Regions from separate parts of the Mus musculus genome. Here regions 1, 2, 4 and 5 are each linked to region 3. The links are chromatin contacts, called in public Hi-C and HiChIP or PLAC-seq maps. All regions are on one chromosome and are shown on one strand. The core of a region is the stretch at or near the end of the contact, and the rest is flanking DNA. Distances in the headings are between cores, read along the strand shown.

Evidence for each region. Hi-C and Micro-C count contacts between places; a contact is called where the count stands out from the background. HiChIP or PLAC-seq counts read pairs in DNA pulled down with a chosen protein or histone mark.
Region 1: a Hi-C map of B cells shows a contact between it and region 3, with 2.6 times the contacts expected there. The contact joins two enhancer-like sites. A contact is called at or near these places in 1 of 15 datasets of contacts at CTCF or cohesin (pro-B cells), 6 of 484 Hi-C or Micro-C datasets (B cells, CD8 T cells, ECoMG-derived neutrophils and 3 more) and 2 of 115 datasets of contacts at active chromatin or transcription factors (bone marrow-derived dendritic cells and regulatory T cells).
Region 2: a contact with region 3 is called in an H3K27ac HiChIP or PLAC-seq map of bone marrow-derived dendritic cells, with 4 times the contacts expected there. The contact joins two enhancer-like sites. A contact is called at or near these places in 5 of 484 Hi-C or Micro-C datasets (B cells, bone marrow-derived macrophages, liver and 1 more), 3 of 115 datasets of contacts at active chromatin or transcription factors (bone marrow-derived dendritic cells, bone marrow-derived macrophages and pancreatic cancer cells) and 1 of 9 other capture datasets (bone marrow-derived macrophages).
Region 4: a Hi-C map of regulatory T cells shows a contact between it and region 3, with 2.3 times the contacts expected there. The contact joins two enhancer-like sites. A contact is called at or near these places in 6 of 484 Hi-C or Micro-C datasets (B cells, CD4 T cells, epidermal suprabasal cells and 3 more).
Region 5: a contact with region 3 is called in an H3K27ac HiChIP or PLAC-seq map of regulatory T cells, with 3 times the contacts expected there. The contact joins two enhancer-like sites. A contact is called at or near these places in 1 of 15 datasets of contacts at CTCF or cohesin (pro-B cells), 2 of 484 Hi-C or Micro-C datasets (both in bone marrow-derived macrophages) and 3 of 115 datasets of contacts at active chromatin or transcription factors (CD8 T cells, pancreatic cancer cells and regulatory T cells).

What each region holds. Positions count from the first base shown.
Region 1 is chr10:96,479,792-96,484,045 of GRCm38.p6, reverse strand. No RefSeq gene overlaps it. Among named protein-coding and RNA genes, the nearest start is that of Gm33843, 120 kb to the left of the region's middle. Within about 2 kb of position 2,700, at least 84 of the 459 cell types and tissues checked have an H3K27ac peak or open chromatin away from gene starts, as enhancers often do. A contact at or near this core is called in B cells, CD8 T cells and regulatory T cells, where this site is marked.
Region 2 is chr10:96,539,050-96,543,269 of GRCm38.p6, reverse strand. All of the region lies in intron 3 of Gm33843 (a long non-coding RNA gene), which reads left to right. Among named protein-coding and RNA genes, the nearest start is that of Gm33843, 58 kb to the left of the region's middle. Within about 2 kb of position 2,244, at least 7 of the 459 cell types and tissues checked have an H3K27ac peak or open chromatin away from gene starts, as enhancers often do. A contact at or near this core is called in bone marrow-derived dendritic cells and bone marrow-derived macrophages, where this site is marked.
Region 3 is chr10:96,331,031-96,335,332 of GRCm38.p6, reverse strand. All of the region lies in intron 2 of Gm33782 (a long non-coding RNA gene), which reads right to left. Among named protein-coding and RNA genes, the nearest start is that of Gm33782, 24 kb to the right of the region's middle. Within about 2 kb of position 1,877, at least 117 of the 459 cell types and tissues checked have an H3K27ac peak or open chromatin away from gene starts, as enhancers often do. A contact at or near this core is called in B cells, CD8 T cells, bone marrow-derived dendritic cells and 2 more, where this site is marked.
Region 4 is chr10:96,517,281-96,521,965 of GRCm38.p6, reverse strand. No RefSeq gene overlaps it. Among named protein-coding and RNA genes, the nearest start is that of Gm33843, 79 kb to the left of the region's middle. Within about 2 kb of position 2,420, at least 8 of the 459 cell types and tissues checked have an H3K27ac peak or open chromatin away from gene starts, as enhancers often do. A contact at or near this core is called in regulatory T cells, where this site is marked.
Region 5 is chr10:96,567,663-96,572,041 of GRCm38.p6, reverse strand. All of the region lies in intron 3 of Gm33843 (a long non-coding RNA gene), which reads left to right. Among named protein-coding and RNA genes, the nearest start is that of Gm33843, 29 kb to the left of the region's middle. Within about 2 kb of position 2,396, at least 25 of the 459 cell types and tissues checked have an H3K27ac peak or open chromatin away from gene starts, as enhancers often do. A contact at or near this core is called in CD8 T cells and regulatory T cells, where this site is marked.

The sequences.
Region 1 (4,254 bases), core at 1,451-3,950, 150 kb before region 3:
GCTAATAATCACCATTAGTGAAGTATCTGGACACAAAATTAACTCCATGAAATCAGTAACCCTCTTCAACACAAGTGATAAATGGGCTGAGAAAGATGTTAGGGAAATTGTAACCTTCACAATTGCCAGAAATAATATAAAATACCTGGTTTAACTCTAATCAAGAAAGTGAAGGATCTGAATGACAAGAACCTCCAGTCTCTGAAGAAATAAATTGAGGAGATATCAGAAGGTGGAAAGATCTCACTTGCTCAAGGATAAGTAGGATTAATATAGTGAACATGGCCATGTTACTAAAAGCAATCTGCAGATTCAATGCAATTCCCATCAAAATTCCAACACAATTCTTCAAGAACAATCCTCAACTTCATACAGAATAACAAAAAACATAGGATAGCTAAAATGATCCTAAACAATAAAAGAACTTTTGAAGATACCACTATCTCTGACTTCAAACTGTACTCCAGAGCAATAGTAATAAACACTGTGTGCAAATGGTATAGAAACAGACAGGTGAATCAATGGAATTGAATCAAAGACCCAGAAATAAACCTACATACCTATGGACACTTGATATTTGACAAAGAAACAAAAACCATTCAATGAAAAAGGGAGAACAACTTCAACAAATGGTGCTGGTCCAACTTGTTCACATGTGGAAGAATGTAAGTAGGTCCATATTTATAACCCTGCACAAAACTCAATTTCAAAGGATCAAAGACCTCAACATAAAACCAGGCACATCAGAAGAACAGAAAGGGGGGTAGGGGGATAGCCTTGAACTCATCAGTACAGGAGACAACTTCCTGAACAGAACTCCAATGGCTCAGACACTCACATAAAGCATTAATAAATGAAACCTCAAGAAACTGAAAAGCTTCTATAAGTAAAGGACCCCATTGTCAGGAGAAAACAACAACCTTCAGCTTGGGAAAAAGAGCTTCACTAACCCTACAACTGACAGAGGGCTAATATCCAAAATATACAAAGAACTCAAGAAGTGAGGCAACAACAATCCCAATAACCTAATTAAAAATGGGGTACAGAGCAGAAAATTATCAACAGAGGAGTCTTGAATGGTCAAGAAGCACCTCAAGAAACGTTCCATATCCTTAGTCGTGAGGGGAATACAAATCAAAATGACCCTGAGATTCCACCTCACACCCGTCAGTATGGCTAAGATCAAAAAACTCAAAGGACAAAACACTGGCAAACCACAAAGACTGGAGCAGGGGCTATTCTTGAGCCTGTTCCCTGGCTGCCTTGTCTGGCCTCAGTGGGAGAAGATGCACATAGTCCCACAACCCCAGTGCTGGAGGGGGGGGGGATTGACACCCAGAGAGGGGCGTGAAGGGGTACTGGGAGGAGAAGAAAGGCTGATATAGGGTTGTAAAGGGAATAAATAAATCTAATAAAAAAATACATGGAGATAGAACATAAAAAAACCTTATGTATGAGCAAATATAGGACAGACAGGCTCAAATATCATCAGACTTACTTTCCAGAACAACAACAACAACATACTCCCTCTTTCTTAAAACAGAGACTCCTACGAGGCTGCTTCACTTGGACGGGGGGTGGGGGGTGTGATGGGTTGTAGCGTAGAAGAAACATTAGTAAATGCTCTTGCTAAGACTGCCCATGAAGTCACAGGTTATCTGGACCATAGTGCAACCTGCCCTTCTGACATTTCCTCGGGCTACCTTTCTATGCAGTTTTCCTAGGAAAGAGGAAAAACATTCAAATCCTGCCATACAGCTTCCTAGAAAAAAGTCAGAAAGTTCCCATAGGCTACCTGAACCTAGCCTTGGTTGACAGTAAAATGGCGGTAACGATGTTTGCTTAATGTGGTGATAAATGCAATGTAAAGGGTCTCTAGACATCTTAGCTCTCATTTCCTAAACTCTGCCCTACCCCTTTCTCTCCATTCCTTCTGGAGTTATCGCACCTTTCCCAAGTGACTTCTGGAGAATTCGACCCATTTTGCTACAACCTTTTACAGGAGCCTGGAAATTCAGAGTAGTCAGGAGATTGGGTTTTGAGCAGTTTCATCAGTTCTTTCTTACTACTGCCTCTCTCTCCTTCACAAACAAGTGGCATTCCCTGGCGTTTGCAACTTTACCTTTTACTTCTATTGGAGGCAGATTGTCTAAAGACTGTTGGTAGCACATGGCAAGGGGGCTCTTCCCTAGCATAGAATTCCATTTGGAAGAGAGGTGTGCTTTTCAACATTACCTAACATTGAGATGTTTACAGAGCAAGGGGAACAGCTTTATACATCTCACACATACTTATTGATGAACCCTCCTGGGAACAGACTGTGAGACACCTACATTTGTACACAAGAAAACTAAGCCACACATTGGCTAAGTGCATTAGCCAAAAATCACACAGCTTGTAAGTGGTGATGTGAAGATTTGAACCCTAATACACCTGGTTTTGACATCTCCTCTTTCTACGACGTTTACAGCTTGCTCCCCTCCTTCTGTCAGGAGCTCACTCTATAGCAAGTCCAGGGGACTTTTCAAAGAAAATGAGCCACAAAGAATACTTGACGTAGGCATTGAGTCGAAGTCGCTGGAGCCTGACACTGTTTTCAAATATTCACAACGAAAGCATAAATGCTTTATGGATGGGCAGGTGGTGGTCTGTCTGATCAGCTTTATTTTTCTAAGTAACAGCGTTAGTCTCAGACTGCCAACCCAGAGACCTGCGAAAGGGTTTGTGGTTTGCTATTATTTCCTGGCACTAACTTACCTTGACAGAAAACAGTCTCAAAATTCCCAAGGGTGGCCAGGTTGTCAAGCCTGCTTTCTTGAAAGAAGGAAGCATTCTCACCTCCAGGAGTTGAAGTGGACGTTTTTTTCTGGCTTAGCAGTTGATAACATTGTTTTTACTAAGCATACCTGCATTTCTCCTTCCACAACCAGACTTTAAGAATTAGTTTTCTCTTTTAATCCCCACAAAAGACTACAGTTCCCATTCACCCCCTTGTCTTTGAACGGTGATAAAGGAGAGGTCAAGACTTGAGGGTTCTCTTGTCTCCTCTCCAGGCACATACAGAACCAGAGCCAGCCCCCTGCCTCCGCTTTCTGGTTGCCTGCCACTCAGCTACACGAGGTTCTTTCTCTTACACCAGCTTCTTTTTTGGCCACCAGTAAACACACTGACCTTTTGAAATATGGAAAGAAAAAGCGCTTTGAAATAAAGCTGGCGCAAACTGCGTTCAGACAGCCTCATCTGAAGGCCAGAACAAAGAGGAGCATAGTTTTCAAGCTGTCTTCGTAATTACACCAAGCAGTTATCATTCAGGCCCCGGTCTGGGTCTGAGCGTTAGCCCCACAAACTGGAGGGCAGGGCGGGCACATAGGCCACTTTGTTGCAAAGCCCTCCAGCAAAAGATCCCACGTGGTTGGTACTGTGTTCCAGGACTCTGGGCTCTTTCCTTTCTTCCTTTCCCCCCATTAAACCCCTCAAGTCTCCTTGGCAGAGGCCCCTAGGTGAGGTAAGTGCCAATTAGCACGAAGAAAAAGCTCGATGTGTTCCAGGTTTATGGCTTGGAGCTGGCTTCTCAGGAAAACATCCTTCTCTCCTCAGAAGCCGGGGTGGGCAGAGAGGATCCCGAGTATGGCTCGGATTTCATTCATTTTTTTTTGCTGCTTCTCCCCACTCCCCTCCAGAAAAAAAAAATCATTCCTTTCTGTGGGTTTTTCCAACTTGAAGTGAGGTAAGCAGACGCTTCAGCGACTGAGGTAATCACGGCAGAAGACTCTGAAACTGGGCTGTTGGGAGAAAAAAAATAGCGCCTTTTTTTTTTTTTTTTTGGTTCTTTCGAAATAAATATGGCCAGAATTCAGAACGAGTAGGTGGAGGAGCGCATCTATCTAATTTAAAGGATTGTTAAAGCCTTTTTGGAAACTTCAAATTTGGATCCGACCATTTTTTTTTTCTTCTGGGCCAGAAGCAGCTTTTTATTCATGTCCCCATCATTGGAGGCTTGCCACATTAGTATGTGGAGAAATGGGCCACCGTGACCTGCAGCTAACATCCCGAATCCCTTAAAGACCAAGAGGCTTAGCAACAGAGGCCTGAAGAAGCAGAGCTACAGGCGAACGACTTCTCTCCTCATTAATCACCCTCCATCCTTCAGTGTTTCCAGAGGGCATGAGGGAAGGCAGATGTATATTTAGATACAGGCAAATAGCACACACCGCCACCACATTTTAATGCACTGTTCTGCGCTCATAGTTTGAG
Region 2 (4,220 bases), core at 995-3,494, 210 kb before region 3:
GCCTATAGCTTTGCATTGTGTAGTGAGCAGCTTTTATGGCAGGTGTATATGACAGGGGAAGACACTCATGTTATTGTAGTCAAGGGGGGGGGAGGGAGGGAGGGATAGAGAGAGAGAGAGAGAGAGAGAGAGAGAGAGAATATGAATGAATCCAGATGTAGTGGTACATCCTTATAATGCCAACACTTGGGAGGCTGAGGCAGGAGAATTCCACAATTTGGACTTTATGTAAAAAACAAAACAGAACAAAACAAAATGGTCAGAAAAGACAGCTCAGCAGTTATGAATGCTTACTGCCTTGCAGAGGACCTGAGTTCAGTTTCCAGTACCCACATTAGTGGCTCACGTATAACTTTAGTTGTAAGATGTTACACCTCTGTAGTCTCCGTGAACATTTGCACTCTCACATATAACCCCCTCCCCATACTCATACTTAAACATAATTAATCTTTAAAAGAATTAAAAACTAGAAACAAAACAAAATACTTACAAAAATCAGGAAACACTTCTCCTCAAACCACCAAAAAAAACCATATAGAGGGATGACACTAGAGTTCTAAAGTCCCTTGCATAAACACATCCTCATGACCTAACTTCCTTCCATTAGGCATTGCCTTTTAAAGGCTCTACCACTTCCCAACAGCACCAGAGGCTGGGACCAATACTTAATTTTATGTTATGAGTGTGGGTGTTTTGCCTGCATGTATACTTGTATAGCATCTGAATGCCTGGTGCTCCTGGATGCCAGAAGAGGGTACCAGATCCCCTAGGGCTAAAGGTACAGATGGTTGTAAATATCCACGTGGATTCTGGGAATCAAACCCATGTGCTCTGAAGTATCAGACAGTGCTTTGAACCACAGAGTAGTATCTCCAGTCGAGTAATTAAAAAATTTAACACGTGGGCCTTTGGGGGACAGTTACAAAAACATAGCACAGAATAAGCTGAAATACACACAGGTATCGTACTCATCAATACAAAGGGGCTAGGGAGATGGCTTAGTCAGTAAAAAAGCTTGCTGTGAAAGCATAGGAACTCACATTTGGATCCCCGGCATCCACCTAAAACCATGGGTATGGCTGGAGAGTGGTCGTATATAGAGCTTAAGCCTGGGTGCCTCAGTGACCAGTTAGGCTACCAGAAATCGTGTGCTCCAGGTTCAACATGAGGCCCTGTCTCAAAAGAGTAGGGCAGGAGTTGGGAGACATGGCTCAGCTCAGCAAGTTACAAGCAGACGTCGGTTTTGCTAAAGACCCATGTTCAGTTTTCAGCATCTCCATGGTTGTTCACAACTGACCATAACTCTAGTTCCAGGGGATTGAATGTCTTCTCCTGAACTCAGCCAGCAATGAGCACACACATGGTCCACAGACATACATGTGAGCACATCGCTCCTGCTTATAAAATAAAATAACTCTTAAAAAAAATGGAGTGGGGGAGAGATCAAGGAAGACACCAGATGTGAACCCCTGGCCTCTGCACGCATGCTTACACACACACACACGTGACTGTGAACACAGTGCTCTCACACACAAAACCATCAGTGGAAAAGCTTTGATAATTATGTGTCCTTTGAAACTTCCTGTGTAAACACTATTGTTAGTGTTATATTAACATTAGTGTGACATTAGCGTAGTATAACTTTCTTCTTTTTGTGGGTTAGAAATGTATGGAAAAGTACAAAAAGTGGATCTTTATTTACTGTAGTGTGATTTAAAACATTAGAGACACAGAACCAGAAGTCTTACTTCTTGATGAGGTTATTTACCAAGAGTCACTTGCATAGCATCTATCTGGTTCTCACTGTGTAACCTATGCTTTGTAGGCAGAGCCGTTCTCTGCCTCACTTCAGAATCACGTGGCTCTTTGTCCTTGTGTCTAGCACTTTATTCTTTGCAATCAATATCCTGCAATCAATATATATGTAACAATATAGATATATCAGTATAGCCTGCTAAGTTCACTTAGTGTTGCTAATATGTATCTCTCTCTCTTGATCTATCATCTATTATCTATCTGCATGTGCTGTGTGTGTTCGAGTGTGCACATGTGCATGTATGTATGGTTTTAGGGCTGACCACTTGGTACTAGATAATCAAATCATTACTGGGGAAGAGTCTCCCTCTTCTAGAGTTTCTTTAATGTAGTTTCTCTAGTGCTGATATCATCTATCTGTGTGTGTGTGCATGCATGTGTATAACAAACACTTCCTCACTCATGATGATAAGTTACTTTCACTTAGTCCCCTGAGTCAGCTGTGGATCCTGCAACTCCATTTCCACTGACTTCACAGAGCACTCTTTCACACTCACTGCTGCCTGTTCTCACACTCACCTCTGCCTGTTCTCACACTCACTGCTGCCTGTTCTCACACTCACCGCTGCCTGTTCTCACACTCACTGCTGCCTGTTCTCACACTCACCGCTGCCTGTTCTCACACTCACCGCTGCCTGTTCTCACACTCACTGCTGCCTGTTCTCACACTCACTGCTGCCTGTTCTCACACTCACCGCTGCCTGTTCTCACATTCACCGCTGCCTGTTCTCACACTCACCGCTGCCTGTTCTCACACTCACCGCTGTCTGTTCTCACACTCACCGCTGCCTGTTCTCACACTCACTGCTGCCTGTTCTCACACTCACCGCTGCCTGTTCTCACACTCACTGCTGCCTGTTCTCACACTCACTGCTGCCTGTTCTCACACTCCGCTGTGTGTTGGTGCCTTTTCCCTCTGGTTGGCCAATCCCCTTTCTCATTTATCCATTTTTGTCAAAATCATGTGGCTTAGTCTCTGGCTGATGCGAAGACAGCATAACTACATATTTTGCTGTCTCTTTGTGAACTGAATAACTTGTTCAGCAGCCACTCCCTGACAAACATCAAACGTTCTGATCAGAGTGTGTGTCTGTGCTTCTGAGATTTACACAGTGATTTGGGGACCGAAATGCTGGTGATAAAGTTTGAACTTTATACAATTATTTACAGCTAATAGGTCATGGTAATTAAAAACATGAACCATGCTGTAAAGGGACTGGTATTACTTAACTGAGTCACGGTGACTAGGATTCCTGTATATTAAAACCACACAAAACAAGGCCTGCCTATGCTTGGTATCTTAAACCAAGAGATGAAAAGCCCAAAGATCACTGTTAACCAGGAGACCCTGGGAACATCCACTTCCTCCTATCAGTAGCGCTCCAGTCTTAATTTTAAAATAAATTTAAAAATGTGATTTCATTGTCTTTTTCCAGTGTGGAAGACTAAAGAAAAACATGAGAAATCTAGTCACCCCTCCGTAGAATTAGTGGATGTAGATACTGATCAAAATTACAACGAGCATGGAAGTTCATCTCCTAGGATCACATTTGAGCAGTGCACTATTGCTCTTGATAAAATTGATCCTGCATGAGCTTATAAAACTGCCTCTTGTTCATCCAATCCTGCTTAATGTTGCATAAAAAAATAGATATTGAGCTCACAGAGTGAACGGCCATCAGTGTTCGGATGCAGGAGTAATCCTGCTGTGTGGAATCTGCATACGGAGCTATAACTGCATACACAGCTCTCCTGTGGTGCTTGCTTGTGAATACGCATATATGACATCTAGGGACAACTTGAGCATAATACAAACTTGTATTTGCTTATGCATGATTTCCATCGAGGGAAACACTAGGCAAATGCAGAAAACAGCACCCAGGTGTACCATGCTGCATATGAAGACACAAAGTCTACCTTCTCCAAGGTCTATCCTCTCTGTCATTCCCCCACATGCATCACGAGGCACACTAGGCATACATTTTTTTGCAACCTTCTTTTTATATAACCTTTTTGCAACCTCTCCTCTAGCCTACCACCCAGCAGAGGTAGTGGAAGAGAAAAGTTATTAGGCTATGGGGGAAGTGAACCTGTTAGCAATAGTTCTTTGGTGTGTGTGGGGGTGCACTTGGTCTTCTTTCACAGCAGTTCAGTCCTGTAGCAAACACCAAATGGGATTCAGCAGCTGCAGACCCATCCTCCAGGCAGGCAGATAATAGCCATAAACCAGCAGCTACAGTCCAGTCCTTTCAGCAAGCAGACACCAGGCACGAACCAGCAACCTGGTTAATCCTTAAGAAACCATCAGGCTTTCTCATGGCCTAGGTCACAGAAGCAGCAAGCTGCTGCAGGAACGTCACAAGCAGTTCTTGGTTGAGATTCTCTCAATGGCAGTGTTACTGCAA
Region 3 (4,302 bases), core at 628-3,127:
AGTTTGATTTGCTTTCCATGACATTAGGTTATAGCAACTGAGGTTTGAGAAAGAAAAAAAAATGTCATTCATCATTTCTATTTATAGTTATGGCTAAGGAAGCTATTGAAGGACATGTAAAAATCTGTAAAATATATATGTATGTATACATGTACACATTCAAGGAAATAATTACACACACACACACACACACACCATCTCCCATGTTTTAACAAAGAAAGCACAACCTCCTGACGCTGCCATTTTCCACACAGTCTTTTGTTCGTTTCTTGAACAGCTGCCGCTATGAGTAGGTGAAACACACACACACACACACAGATCAAATTGCAGTTAGGTGTGTCAAAATGACTGGGTGTTCTTGTTCTGGGTTCCCAAGGCTAATTATTATTTTTAACGCCGTTTGATATGCTAAGTGAGGCTGCAGTAAGAGTCCTCATGTGTGCATTAGTCATTGCCATCACCGCCCATGGGTACTTCTGCATGTTTTGCTGCTTCCAAAGTGTCTGTAAACGATTCTATCTAAGCATCTGAAGAACATCACAAGCAGCTTCCTCTATGGTTTTTTCCTAGGAAATAAATACCAAACTGGCACAACGATGGCAAAACCGTGAGTGACATCAGTACATACAGTGCCCTGTCCTTCCATCCTGTCACGTGCCTGGTGGGTAAACATAAATAAATCACCTAATTTCCCTGTGCCTCAGTTGCTCTATCTGTAGTATGGAGCAATGAGGAATGAGATCTCAAGGGCCCACTTTTGAACTATAAAGCAGGCTTCTCTAAAGAAGGAGAGAAGGAAGGAGGGTCCTGTGGTGTGTTCGGCCTGTTCCACATAGCTAACTGCAGTTGTTTCCCGTTGCTAGGTCGTTTATTGATTGCCTACAACTAAACCTATTATCTTTGTCTAGAATCTTTTGAAGCAATCCATGAATAACAACTCATTTCAATTTCATAATGACTCCGAGGTCTTACCAGCTGTTGCCGCGCCTGTCTTACAGACTAACAAACAGACGCAAAGACACAAAGCCATTCGATTCAAGTCTGGCAGGTGTGAGACATAGATCCAGGGCTCACGTACTACAGCTAGTTCAGGGTCCTGGAATCCACTCTGTTATGTCCTGCGGAGCGGCCAGGAGCTTGACTGAGAGGCAAAAACAGCTAGCATCCTCAGGCTCTGCTCTCCAAGAACACACTGAAGATCACTGAAGGGCTAGCAAGCCCTCTACGTGGGCTAGCATGGAACAGAGAGGTCTCAACAATTTGAAGGAACATCAGGAAGTGTAAACCACCCCCCAACCTTCTGTAAGCATTCCTACCACACCCCACTAAGGTGGAGGGGGGCGGGGGCTGGAGGCAAGGAAGGGAAATCATACCAATACATGCCTGCTCCAGATCCAATCTTCCAGAAACAGTCCAAAGGAACACCCTGGGCATGTTCAAGACTTGATTTATTTAGTAGCTAACAGCGTAACTGCCAACTACAATCTTCAAACTAGCTTTACCCACTGCCCCACCCATCCATCAGACCTTGCCATTCCCACAGGCAGTGAGAAGGACCAGGTATGTTCATGTGTAGATTTCTCTGCTTGCTAAAACCCCCCAGGCTTTCCTTTGTTCTCAGGACATGCAAGTGGCCACCTGTATACCTGTGTTCTGGACTGTACGTAATCCTGCTGTCAGCTCCCAAATAAAACTCCCTTATTGATTGACTTTTGACAATTCCAGTCATTTTGTTTGTTTGTTTTGTTCTGTTTCGTCGTCCCCCACCCCCACCCCATTTCCTTCCCTTAAGGCAGCTCGAGGTAATAAAGGAACTGCCTGGTCTTGATCACGAGGTCCTCTTGCCTCAGCCTCCAAGTCCAGGATGACTACAGTGCCTAGGGGCATCTCTGCGATTTCAATCTGCCCTCTACAGGCCACAAGGAATACCCTAAAAGAATGATCTGCCACCAAGCTTCTGGTTCTCCCATGGCACTTGCACCACAAACACAGTGATTCCCAAGCTGGTGGCCACCTTACGACACTGTTCTGTCACTTGCATAAATGTCTTTTTGGTGTGTTGTCAGGCAAATACCTGACACTTGGCACTCTGAAAATTCCTAAAACACCACATACTGCAAAGTCAATGATTTGACCAGCTGTGAGCCCGCTTGCAACCCAAACCGGCAGGACTAGAAACAAATCGCACTGCTTCATGCTACAGAGCCATCTTTCCTAAGGGTGGGTGCGGTCTTGTGATCCTTGTGTCCAGTCCAGTTTCTCATATGTGTATTGTGACTTCTGCTTGTGCAAAACAGGACGTTGCTTAACCAGGCCCTTATGGGAGGAAATACAGCCCAGCAAGCAGAACAATGATTTGAAAGTCCTGAGTTCTATTTTCAGATCTGCTGTTGACTGGCTGTGCAGTCAGCCCTACGAAGGTCATTAGCAAAATGGCCTTGCCCTGTTGGCGGTCTCTGTATTCGCAGCTCTGGACGGGAAACAAATCAGGGAGCTGGCACTCAGCCTTGAGGAACTAGAGTCTTAGGAGAATAGATGTATCGTCAGGCTTTGTCTTCATTCTTAAAGCAAAAGCACAGAACAAAGCCTCTGGGGTGGGGGAAAGGAGCTGGAGTAGAATTCAGAGAGGAACCTGATAACCTTTCCAATACCAGAGACGTGAAGGGATGGCATGAGCGTTCAGGTCAAAGGCAGCTCTTTGGCACATGCTGAATCTCCTGTGTGGGATACGGAAGAGACAAAGGAACCTGAGCTTTGACAGACTTCTGTGAACTGAGTCAAAAACAGATATCCAGAGTGCTGCCTGGTAGGGAACAGGCTGAGGACTGGAAGGGTCTGTGGAGAACCAGAAAGCTTATAGCCCCTTCTAAAGAGTCTGCACCAGCTCTTTGTCCCTCAGATAAGCCAGTGACAAGGTCCTGAAGTGCTAGTGTTTTAAGAGGCACTGCACACTACCATTTTTATCAGGACTTCCCTTTTCTTTAAATGAAGATCCATCCAAGTTTTAAAGTGATAGCGGGCAGGTAAAAATGTGTGTGTAACTTGAACAAAGCCCTTTCCACATCTCTTTAACATGTCCATGGATGGGATTTCATAAGAGTTGAATTATTGTTTTCTGATAATGGAGCTATTCCTTTAAACAGAAGGGAATGAGCAGTCTAGAATGCGCGAGTGTTTAAAAAAATCCCAGTGCACGGGGCTGGGGAGATGGCTTAGTTGTTAAAGTGCTGGCTGGGGAGATGGCTTAGTTGTTAAAGTGCTTGCTATACAAGCAAGCGGACTTGAGTTTGGATGCCTAGAGCCCCTGTGAGAAGTGATAAGACAGTTGCCTTAGAGTTAATCTTGCTTTGGTGAAACACTACCACCAAAAGCAACTCGGGGAGGAAAGGGTTTATTTGACGTACACATCCTGAATCAGAGTCCATGGAAGCCAAAGCAGAAACTCCAAGTGGTCAGGAACCCAGAGGAAGGACTTGATTCATAGGCTACAGATGGGTAGTGCTTACTGCCTTGCTTCCAATGGCTTGCTTAGCCTACTTTCTTTTAGAACCCAGAGCCACCAGGCCGGGGTGGTAATCAACGACAACGGGGCCCTTCCACATTCAATCACTAATTAAGAAAATGTTCTACAGGCTTGCCTATAGCCTGATCTAAAGGAAGCATTCTCTCCAATGACTCTAGCTTGTGTGAAGATTACATAAAACTAGGCAAGACAATAATCTATATGGGTATTCTAGCACAGGGGAGACAAAGACAAAGAAAATCCCCCGAAGGTTGTTGGACAGCCAGCCGCTCTTGCTGAATCCTCAAGCTGTAGGTTCATTGAGAGATCGTGTTTCAAAACCAGTGTATTGCTGTGATGATTTAGGGCAGATGCTGAAATGCATGGGCAGGATATATACAAGCACATCTTCACACACACAGGAATGTATATACATACACACAGGACTTACACAGGTCTAAACACAAAGATTCTGGTTGAATTAGAGAAGTTTGTAGCCAGGGCACTGGGGAAGTGAAACACTTCTTGGGTTTTCCTAACATACAACCATGGTCCACAAATGCTACATTAACCATTTCTAGAAAGTTTTAAGAACTTTGGGCGTCCTCATTTTTTTAAGTTGTTGAAAATGTACAGCCGATCGATCTGTGACAATGAATCAGAGAACAAACATTTGCTATGGGCTGTTTTCTTTTTTTCTCAACTGAGACTCCACTATTCAGCATCTTGGCTTGCTGGGGACCTCAATGCCTTTCAGGTTCATTAAGAGCCAGCTGACAGCAGACACTCACTGGGCACAA
Region 4 (4,685 bases), core at 1,171-3,670, 190 kb before region 3:
CAGTAAATTCATTTTATTCCCAAGTCCACATGCATGTCCCCGTGCCATAAGTGAAGATTCTTCAGTAAACAGAAAATGCAGGGCGACCTTAAATCTGGTCATTCTGAGCAGTGTGAACTTGAAATAACTTTCCATTGGCTGAACATCAGTTTCTTAATTTCCCAAAACAGGGATCAATAGCACCCTTCTCATGTGGTCCTTCAACATCACACGGAACAATGAATGCAGCACCATGGCTAACATCTTGATAAATGGACACTCATAACAATATTTATTAGCAATCGATCAAAAGATGGCACCAGCCCTGTGGAGAGGCCCACTATTGTTAGGGGCTGGGGAGGTTTTAGTTGTCAGGGCCAGGTCACAGAGAGAACAAAGAGAGCAACAGCTGATCGGAGTGAGTAGGGGAGCTTTTGCAGACCCCAGGGGGATTGCAGATGGTTTGGGACAGTCCAAGCCAAGTTGGGAGCTGGAGTCAGAGATGACATGGAGGTCAGAGGTCAAGTGTGCAACTTCTGATCAAAATATAGGGGACAGACACTTTGAAGCTGCAGTTCAAATCCTTGTCAGGGGTCAAAGGCAGGCAAACGGCCATGCTTGCAGATGTGGTCCCCCCCACCCCCTCAGAGGCCTCCTTGTCAGAAGGCTTATCATATAGTCCCTGTCACTCTGCCAACAAAGAGATGATGTGTCAGGTGTGGACAGCCAGCTGTCTGAGGGATCAAAGGAATGCAGCCTTGCAAATGAGCATATTATGAGAGAATGAACAGAAGTAGATGAGTGAAGGGGGCTGGTGCGTGCTTACTCCAAGAGTTATGTGCTACTCTACACATACCCGCCCCCTCCCCTCCCCCGCCTCCAAACACAGGATACTTATGGTGCTGGGCTATGTGTGTGCCCTGGTGCCTGAGTGTGGGCATGTATGTGTGTGTGAGCGTGTGTGTATTTACTCACCCCTATGTGTGTAAGCAAATCCTAGAAGTTGATGTCAATCACCCTTCACATTTTATTATTATTATTATTATTATTATTATTATTTACTATTTACTATTACAGAGGCTGAGCCTCTTACCTGTCTGGAGCTAACTTACACTGGGCTGCTGGCCATGCAGCCTAAAGGTCCAGACTGTCTGATTCCCCTGGGCTGGTTTACAGGTGCTGGTAAGGACTCCAGATTTTTACATGGATCTTGGGATCTGAACTCAATTCTTGACCTACTGAGCCATGTGTATGTCCTGACATTCGTGCCCATAATTAAGACATAACTCATTTGTTTTTATTTTTTGTTGTTGTTGTTTGTTTTTGTTTTTTGGGTCTTTTGCTTTCTTGGACCTTTCTGCCCTAGCCTGATATCTTTAAACTTGTAATGTGATGGAATTTAAAATAGGCTCCCTTGGCCTCATGCTTCTAAAGGTGCTGTGACCTAAAATGCTTTATATTGTTTTTCTTGATCTACTGATTCTTTTCCCAGCTATTCAACCATCCAGGATGCAGTCAGTTATCATTTAGCCAGAAAATGTTGACTGTGTTTCTTTACCATTCTTTTCTCAAAGGGCTGTCTGCAGGCAACGTGATAGCATACACCAAAGGCTTTGCAGAGTACACATTCAACACCAGGACCAGTAAGGTCGGTCTATTTGTTTCCCAGAATGCTGTGTTTTACAAACTGTTACATTGTTAACATAGGGACTTCACAGAGATTCCAATTTCATGGGTTTTTTCCATATGCTTAATTACTATTTCATATTTTTCTCAGTGAAATATTTCTTTATATCTTTTGCCCACATGCTACTTAAACTGGGAGCTGCTGCTGCTGCTGCTGCTGCTGCTGCTGCTTCTTCTTCTTCTTCTTCTTCTTCTTCTTCTTCTTCTTCTTCTTCTTCTTCTTCTTCTTCTTCTTCTTCTTCTTCTTCTTCTTCTTCTCCTCCTCCTCCTCCTCCTCCTCCTCCTCCTCCTTCTCTCTCTTTCTCTCTCCCTCTCTCTCTCTGTGTCTCTGTCTGTGTCTCTCTTTCTCCCTATGTTCTCAAAATTGGCTCCAAACTCACAATCTTCCCACCTCAGCCTCCACAGAGCTGAGATTACAGGTGTGCATCTCTGAACTGGTTTTGCTGTTACATTTCAAACATTCTTTATCCAGGTCTGCTGTTGACTAAGTGATTTGCAGCTACTTTCTCCACATCTTCATGTTTTTGTTTTGTTGTTGTTTTCTGTTTTCCATTCCACGACAGGCTTTCTATAGAAGAAGTAAAGGCTTACATTTTTGTTAGGTTCAATTCCCTCCCTGTTCCCTGCTTTTCTTTCTGAGACAGCATCTGGTCTCACTAAGTAGAACAGGCTGGCTTTGGAACGTAATTGTTCTGCCTCCACTCTCTGAAAGCTGGGCTTACATGAGTGTGCTGATCTGCCTGGCTCCAGGCTCTTGGTTTGCCTTTGCCGATGACTGTGAGGTTTCCTTTTGGTTTCCCATCTGACAACTCTTCACCTAAACCAAGATCTTGAAGTTTCTTTGCTATGCATCTGCCTGAAGGTTGTACAAGCTCTTGTTTTGCATACACATTTATTACGTATTTCAAGTTAATCCTTAAGCATGAGAGTTAGGCAACAGTCTGAATTTCTACCCATGGGTGTTGAGTCTCTCCAGTACCCTTGCGGAGAACGATGTCTTTGATTCAGGAGACTTGCTCAGTGCCTCAATCAAAGCTCCTGGGGCTTTTCTTTTCAAGGTTCTATTTCTGGCTTTTTTTGGTTTGTTCGATTGATCTACATGTTCTTTGACCAGCCAGTGCCACAGTCTTTTTTTTGCCTTATGACATCTTAAAATCAAGTAGATTATTTTTCTGATTTGAACGTTCTTTTTAAAATTGGTTTACTTCCCACGTTCTTATACCATTCCATGTAAAGTTTAGAAAAAAAACCTTTTCTACATCTACAGAGCTGTTGCTTGGATTTTGATAGGAATGCCATGAGATCTGTGCCTTTGTTGGTTTGGGAGAACTGACATCCTTACTGTAACGCACAATCAGGTAGTACATACGTATGTAAGCTGTGTCTCTCCATCTAATTGGGTCTCTTCTGACAGCCTTCCTCAGCATTTTGCTTTTCAGAACACGAGTTGTGCATACCCAGCAACGTTATTTTTAATAGATTGCAAATGATGTTTCAGTTTTAATCTTGGCGTTCATGAATCACATACGCAGTCCCCATTAAGTCCTTTTGCTGTACATTTTTGTAGCCTGCCAACTTGCAAAGACCACGTACAACTTCTGGGAGTATGCTGGAAATTCTGAATGTTTTCTTCTTCCTTTGTGACTCATCTGTTTTATATATTTTAAATTAAACATTTCCTCAGCGCAGGCCTAGGATGATATGAGACAGTTACACTTTTTCTGTAACCATCAAACGTATTTTAGAGAACTCAAGAGTAATATTTTGCTTCTCTTAAAAGATATTGTTTTCTTTCCCAACACTTCAAGGTCTACATTTTTATCATTTCCTTTTGGTTTGGAGACTTTTCTCAAGACACTCTTTTACAGAAGGCTTGCTGCTGGCAATTTTTCTTAGTTTTTCCTACATTTCAGAATCTCTTGATTTCCCCCCCCCCCCCCCCCGCCCATTCCTAAAGGATATGTTGCCTAGCTATACAATTCTGCATCAGTCATTTTTCCATACTTGAAAAGCATTGCAGCATTTCCTCTTGTTATCAGGTCTCCATTTTTGTCTTCTGGAAGAAAAGAATTTAGTACAGAGAAGCAGTTTGTTTTGCAAAGAAAAACAAAATATTCCATCTAAAGAGAGATTGGAGTGGGTTGCTGGGAAGCCCCCTGGGGAGCCACCCTGAGGGGTTTTTTGCATTACAGATTTTTTTTTAAGTTTTCATGAATATTTATGAGTTGGGGGTACAGTAATCCCTTTTCATGTCCCAAATCATGGTGAAACAGATCTTTTGGTGTAAATTTCTTCCGATGATTCTCCAGAGGAGGAAAAAAAAAAAAAAAAGGGAGGGGGATGCAAAACCATATGCTAAATGCTATGATATTTTTCTCCCTTGAGGATCTACTGCACACTTATGTGGCAATGGGAAAAGTCTCCTGATGCCTTAGCTTCTGAAACAGCAGGAACAGACCTACCCAAGTCTCAAGGATATTTAGCCACAAGGCCTTCCAACCTGACAGTATCCATTTCTGGTTTTCATGTATGTGAATATTTTGTTTGTGTGTTTGTACATGTCCCACTTGAGTTCCTTGTGCCCAGGGAGGTCACAAGTCAAATCTCATGGAACTGGGATTGACATCCCAGTTGTGGTTGGGAGCCAGTATGTGGATGCTGGGACCCAAACCTGGGTCCTCTGCAAGAGAACACATGCTCTTAACTGATAAGCCCTCTCTCCAGCCCCATGCCATGTCACGCTATGTTTTGTGGCTTTTAATATGAGAAATCCAGGATTTTCCATGCATGTCTTTTCTCTTACAGGTAAAGTGTTGTTTCTTGCACTGTTTTCTAGATGTTATCTGTGTTTACTTAAAAGTTTGAGTGTAATTTACCTTGATGTGGCTTTGCATTTAGAGGGTTTCAGATTAACACAGCCTTGAGACCTTGTGTCTTTTGCGAATTTCAGATGTTTAGATGTTTGTATCCATTATATTTGGTGCTTTTTCACTCCCAAACTTTCTCCTCTGCTTCGAACA
Region 5 (4,379 bases), core at 1,147-3,646, 240 kb before region 3:
CCCCTAGCTTTGCCAGCACATTTGGAAGTCCTTTTATCAACAGACTTCTTGTTGATATTTAAAGTGATTGGACAGGGAAAATTCTGCTACACATGTATGTGTATTTGTATGTGTATGTATACATGTGTGTATGTGTTGTATATGTATTTGTTTGTATGTATATATGTGTGTTGTGTGTTTGTATGTGTATTTGTGTGTGTATGTTTGTGTATATGTGTTGTGAGCATGTCTGTATGTGTGTATGTTGGTATGTGTTGCATGTATGTATATATATGTGTGTGTGCTTGTGTGTATGTTTATGTGTGTTGTATGTGTATATGTGTGTATGTATGTGTATATGTGTGTATGTGCATGTTATATGTATATTTGTGTGTATGTGTGTATGTGCATTGTAAGTGTTTGTGTGTGTGTATGTGTTGTGAGCATGTCTGTATGTGTATATGTTTGTGTGTATTATATGTATGTACATATGTGTGTATGTTTATGTGTGTGTTGTGAGTGTGTGTGTGTGCACCTCAGTAAAAGGATCAGGAACTTGGTGATAATGAGTCTGGAAACAGAGCTGTAACAAGTGAGACTACTCGCTGGTGCCTTTATCCCAGTTCCTCTCAGCTCTTAACAGCCTTACAAGTGGCAGCATGTCTCCAGGGAGATCTCTCAACCAAGAGCTTGAGAAACAGCACATTTGGAAGTCCTTGCCTGCAAGAACGAATTGTGCTTATTGCTTGGTTGGTTGGCTGGCTAGTCTCTTTGTTCTGTGGGTAAAGGGCAGCAGTGAACTAGGAAAAGAAAACACGTTTTCAGATCTGAAAATCGACTCAGTTCAAAACACATTGCCCTGGCTGTCATGGTCCTTGAGTTCTGGTAAACTGGAGTGGGGGCCACTGACCCTGGTATCTATGTGTGGGGGTACATGTAGTACAACCGTGTGTTGGGGGATGTGTCACTGTGCAGCTGGGCATCTGGAGGGGAAAATTCATCCAGCTGTTGCTGAACAAGAGTAGGGCCTAATTCATGCATAATTCAGAGAGTTATGCATGTCCATGCATAATATCAGACATGCATGTCACAGAGGGAACAAATGGTCACTTTCAACCTCACTCTTTCTCTGGAGCACAGAGAGAAAGGCCACCTTTGTGCTTTTGTGTACCTTGTGTACCTTGACAGTGCGTCTGGAACTAGGTTTGCAGGTAGGGCCGTGAGAATGACCCTGGCTCCCCCTGGGAGCCCCTTTCTAACCAGTGTGGAAGGCAAACATGTGGACTCCTATGTGAACAAAGAATTGGTCAGATTTTTAACTCAATTCCATTGGAAGCACAAGCCTGATTAATTTCTCTTAGGATTTAATGCACAGCGAGGTTAGAAAAAAAAAATGTATCTTAAGCCTTTTCATCTCGTCTCTTTCTATTCAATCTTCCTCAGTCATCATGGCCAAAAGGAAATTAATTTCCTGCATTGGTAAGGGAGAATTTACCTTGCAAGCTAGACCTGACTTTTGCTTCCTGTCCTATCTTTTAAACTCCATTTCCCTCGAATCGTCCAAAGAAGAAAATCTGTAATGAGCAGGGTGTAAGCCAAGCTTCTTTTTAAGCTAAACCTCAACTGCCATGTTTTTTTTTTTTTTCAATGAATCACTGAGTTGTGTGGTGAGGGGATAAAGAAAACCAAAGCATTACACAGTAAACACCAGCCTATACCACCGAAATAAGGCGATGTGGTAACATACCCTTCCATCCAGCTCCTTTTCTAGAATAGTGTCTTCCCTTTGTTGTTTTTAGTCATAAAATGTCTGTGGCAGAGACGAGCCTCTTACATTGTAACTCAGATCTTTGTGGTGGTGATTGGTCCAGGACTGAATAATAAGTAGCATATTTATCCAAGACTACTTCCTGGGACTAAGAAGCCAGCCCTATTGTACTGCAACTGATAGAAAACTGAATCCTGATACTGCTGTTTTCTTCTCGTCCTATGATCTTGGTTTTGTTATTTTGCTTTCTTCTCCTTAAGATGGGGTCTCTTTTCTGTCCTGTAAAACCTCTCGGCATCTCTGTAGGAAGTTCTCTTCTCTCTGTTTAAATCCTGTTTAAATTGAGTCTCTATTACTTGCTAGGAAACGAATCTCAGGCAACACCTTCCCAAATCCCTCAAACCTGGTATCAGTTTGCTTTCCTCTTTGGATCAGCAGAACCCTGATTCCCTGAGGAGACATCAAGGGATGTAGAGGCCACGGTGGCTTCAATCTCCTTTCACTCACTGAGGTCTCGGGTGGATCACTTAGCCTCTCTGATATTACTGTTTCCTTTGCAGTGTTGCTTTGAGATCTAGACACCACAAGCGTGAATTAGTGAGCCCCATAGGCAGTCAACAGTGGCCTTTTAGACTCTAAAAATAGCTGTTGCAACAACACGAAAAGTGCTCCTCAGAGTGGGAAAGTGTGACAGAGACGGGGTTTCTGGGTCGTTTCGTTCATCTCTCTTCATCTCTCTTCTTTCATCTCTCAGTCTCTCTTCTTTACCCACCCACCTTTTCTTTCCAGTGCCCGGGGTCAAGCTCAGATACCCTCACATACTAGACAAGCAATCTTCTGATAAGCTGCACCTCCCCTTTTAATCTTTTCGTCCCCTTTCCCTTTCCGTTTATTTTTCCATTGGAGGTCCAAATATTCACCCATCTGATTACTAGGAAACAGCTACAGGGTTAGCAGAAAACTCTCTTTCAAAAGAATACCTGTGCATGCTTGCCACTTTCTGGTCATGGATCCTGTGTAGAGATCAGAGAACTTTTGGAGATCTGCTCTTTCCTTCCACCAAGAGTCATCCACTGAGCCATCCTGCCTGCCCCAGAGAACTTTTGAGTACAGTTTCTCGACAGAATAATTTTCTTCATCCTTTCAAAGCCACTCTATTGAGAGGTCCAGGACTTTCCCTATGACCCTGTCTCAGGTTGAGAGTCCCAGGGAGTGAGAGGCAAAGGTGTGCACGTGTTCAACAGAGGAGTGCTCATGGGAAGCCACACTAGTGAGCAATTGGCAAGACAGGACAAAAGACCAAGTGCTAGAGGTGTCAACCTGTATCCTACATAAACCTCTCCAAACTGGAATACCTACCAGGGCTGTTCTGAAAGAGGGCAAGGAGGTCTAGCCTTCCTGCCTCTGCCTCCAGGAGATCTTGCAACCAGGACTGAGCAGCTTCCTTCTGCCAAGGGAAAGTTCTATAAGGAGACTTTTTCTCCCATCATCATCATCCTCCTCCTCCTCCTCCTCCTCCTCCTCCTCCTCCTCCTCCTCCTCCTCCTCCTCCTCTTCTTCTTCTTCTTCTTCTTCTTCTTCTTCTTCTTCTTCTTCTTCTTCTTCTTCTTCTTCTTCTTCTTCTTCTTCTCTTTCTACTTTTTATTTTACTTTTTTTGTTTTTTGTTTGTTTGTTTGTTTGTTTGTTTGTTTTCTGAGACAGGGTTTCTCTGTATAGCCCTGGCTGTCCTGGAACTCACTTTGTAGACCAGGCTGGCCTTGAACTCAGAAATCTGCCTGCCTCTGCCTCCTGAGTGCTGGGATTAAAGGCAGGCACCATTTTGTGAACTTCTTTTAAATGGAAAGTAGATTCTTCTCTTATACAATGCACCCCACCCTCCACTTCTCCCAGCTCTCCCTTTCACCTCCATTTTCCCAGATCTGCTCCCCCTAATTTCTGCTGCAGAAAAGAGGGGGTCTCTTAGAGACAACAGTCAGACCGGATAAACCAAGATACAGTAAGACAAAGGGAAAGACAAGGTCACCCAATAGGAGGAAAAAAAAAGAGTCTCAAGAGCAGGCAAAAGAGTCAGAGATATACCCAGCCTCCACTGTTAGGAGTCCACTGAACAAGAACACCAAGCCAGCAACTATAACATATACACAAGGTCCTGCTGCAGACCCTTATATTATAGGCCCTGTGCTAGCCACTCAATCTCTGTGAGCTCATGTGAGCGCTGCTTAGTTGATTCAATGAGCCATGTTCTCTTGGTGTCCTCCATCCCCTCCGACTCCTATATTTTTTTTTCTCCGCTCTTCCATGGGGTTCTCTGGTCTCTGAGGGGAGAGGCCCAGTGGAGACCTCCATTGAGACTCTCTCCTGATAACATCAGCCTGGGCACATGCTTTTTCAATTTTATTTTATTTTTTTAACTTGTTTTTACTTTTAAGCTTGCCTCCAACTCCATCATTTTAGTGACTGAACATTGAGCAAAGGCTCTTCCCTCATTAGAGGATTCAACTGTATGACTCAGAAGAACACAAGTATCACCCAGCATTGCTCACCATTGCAGAGCTGTTGACTTCTCTGATTTGGGCAAAACATTCCTGAGCCACAGTGGCAGAAGATGATACTAAGATTGGAGTAATTATA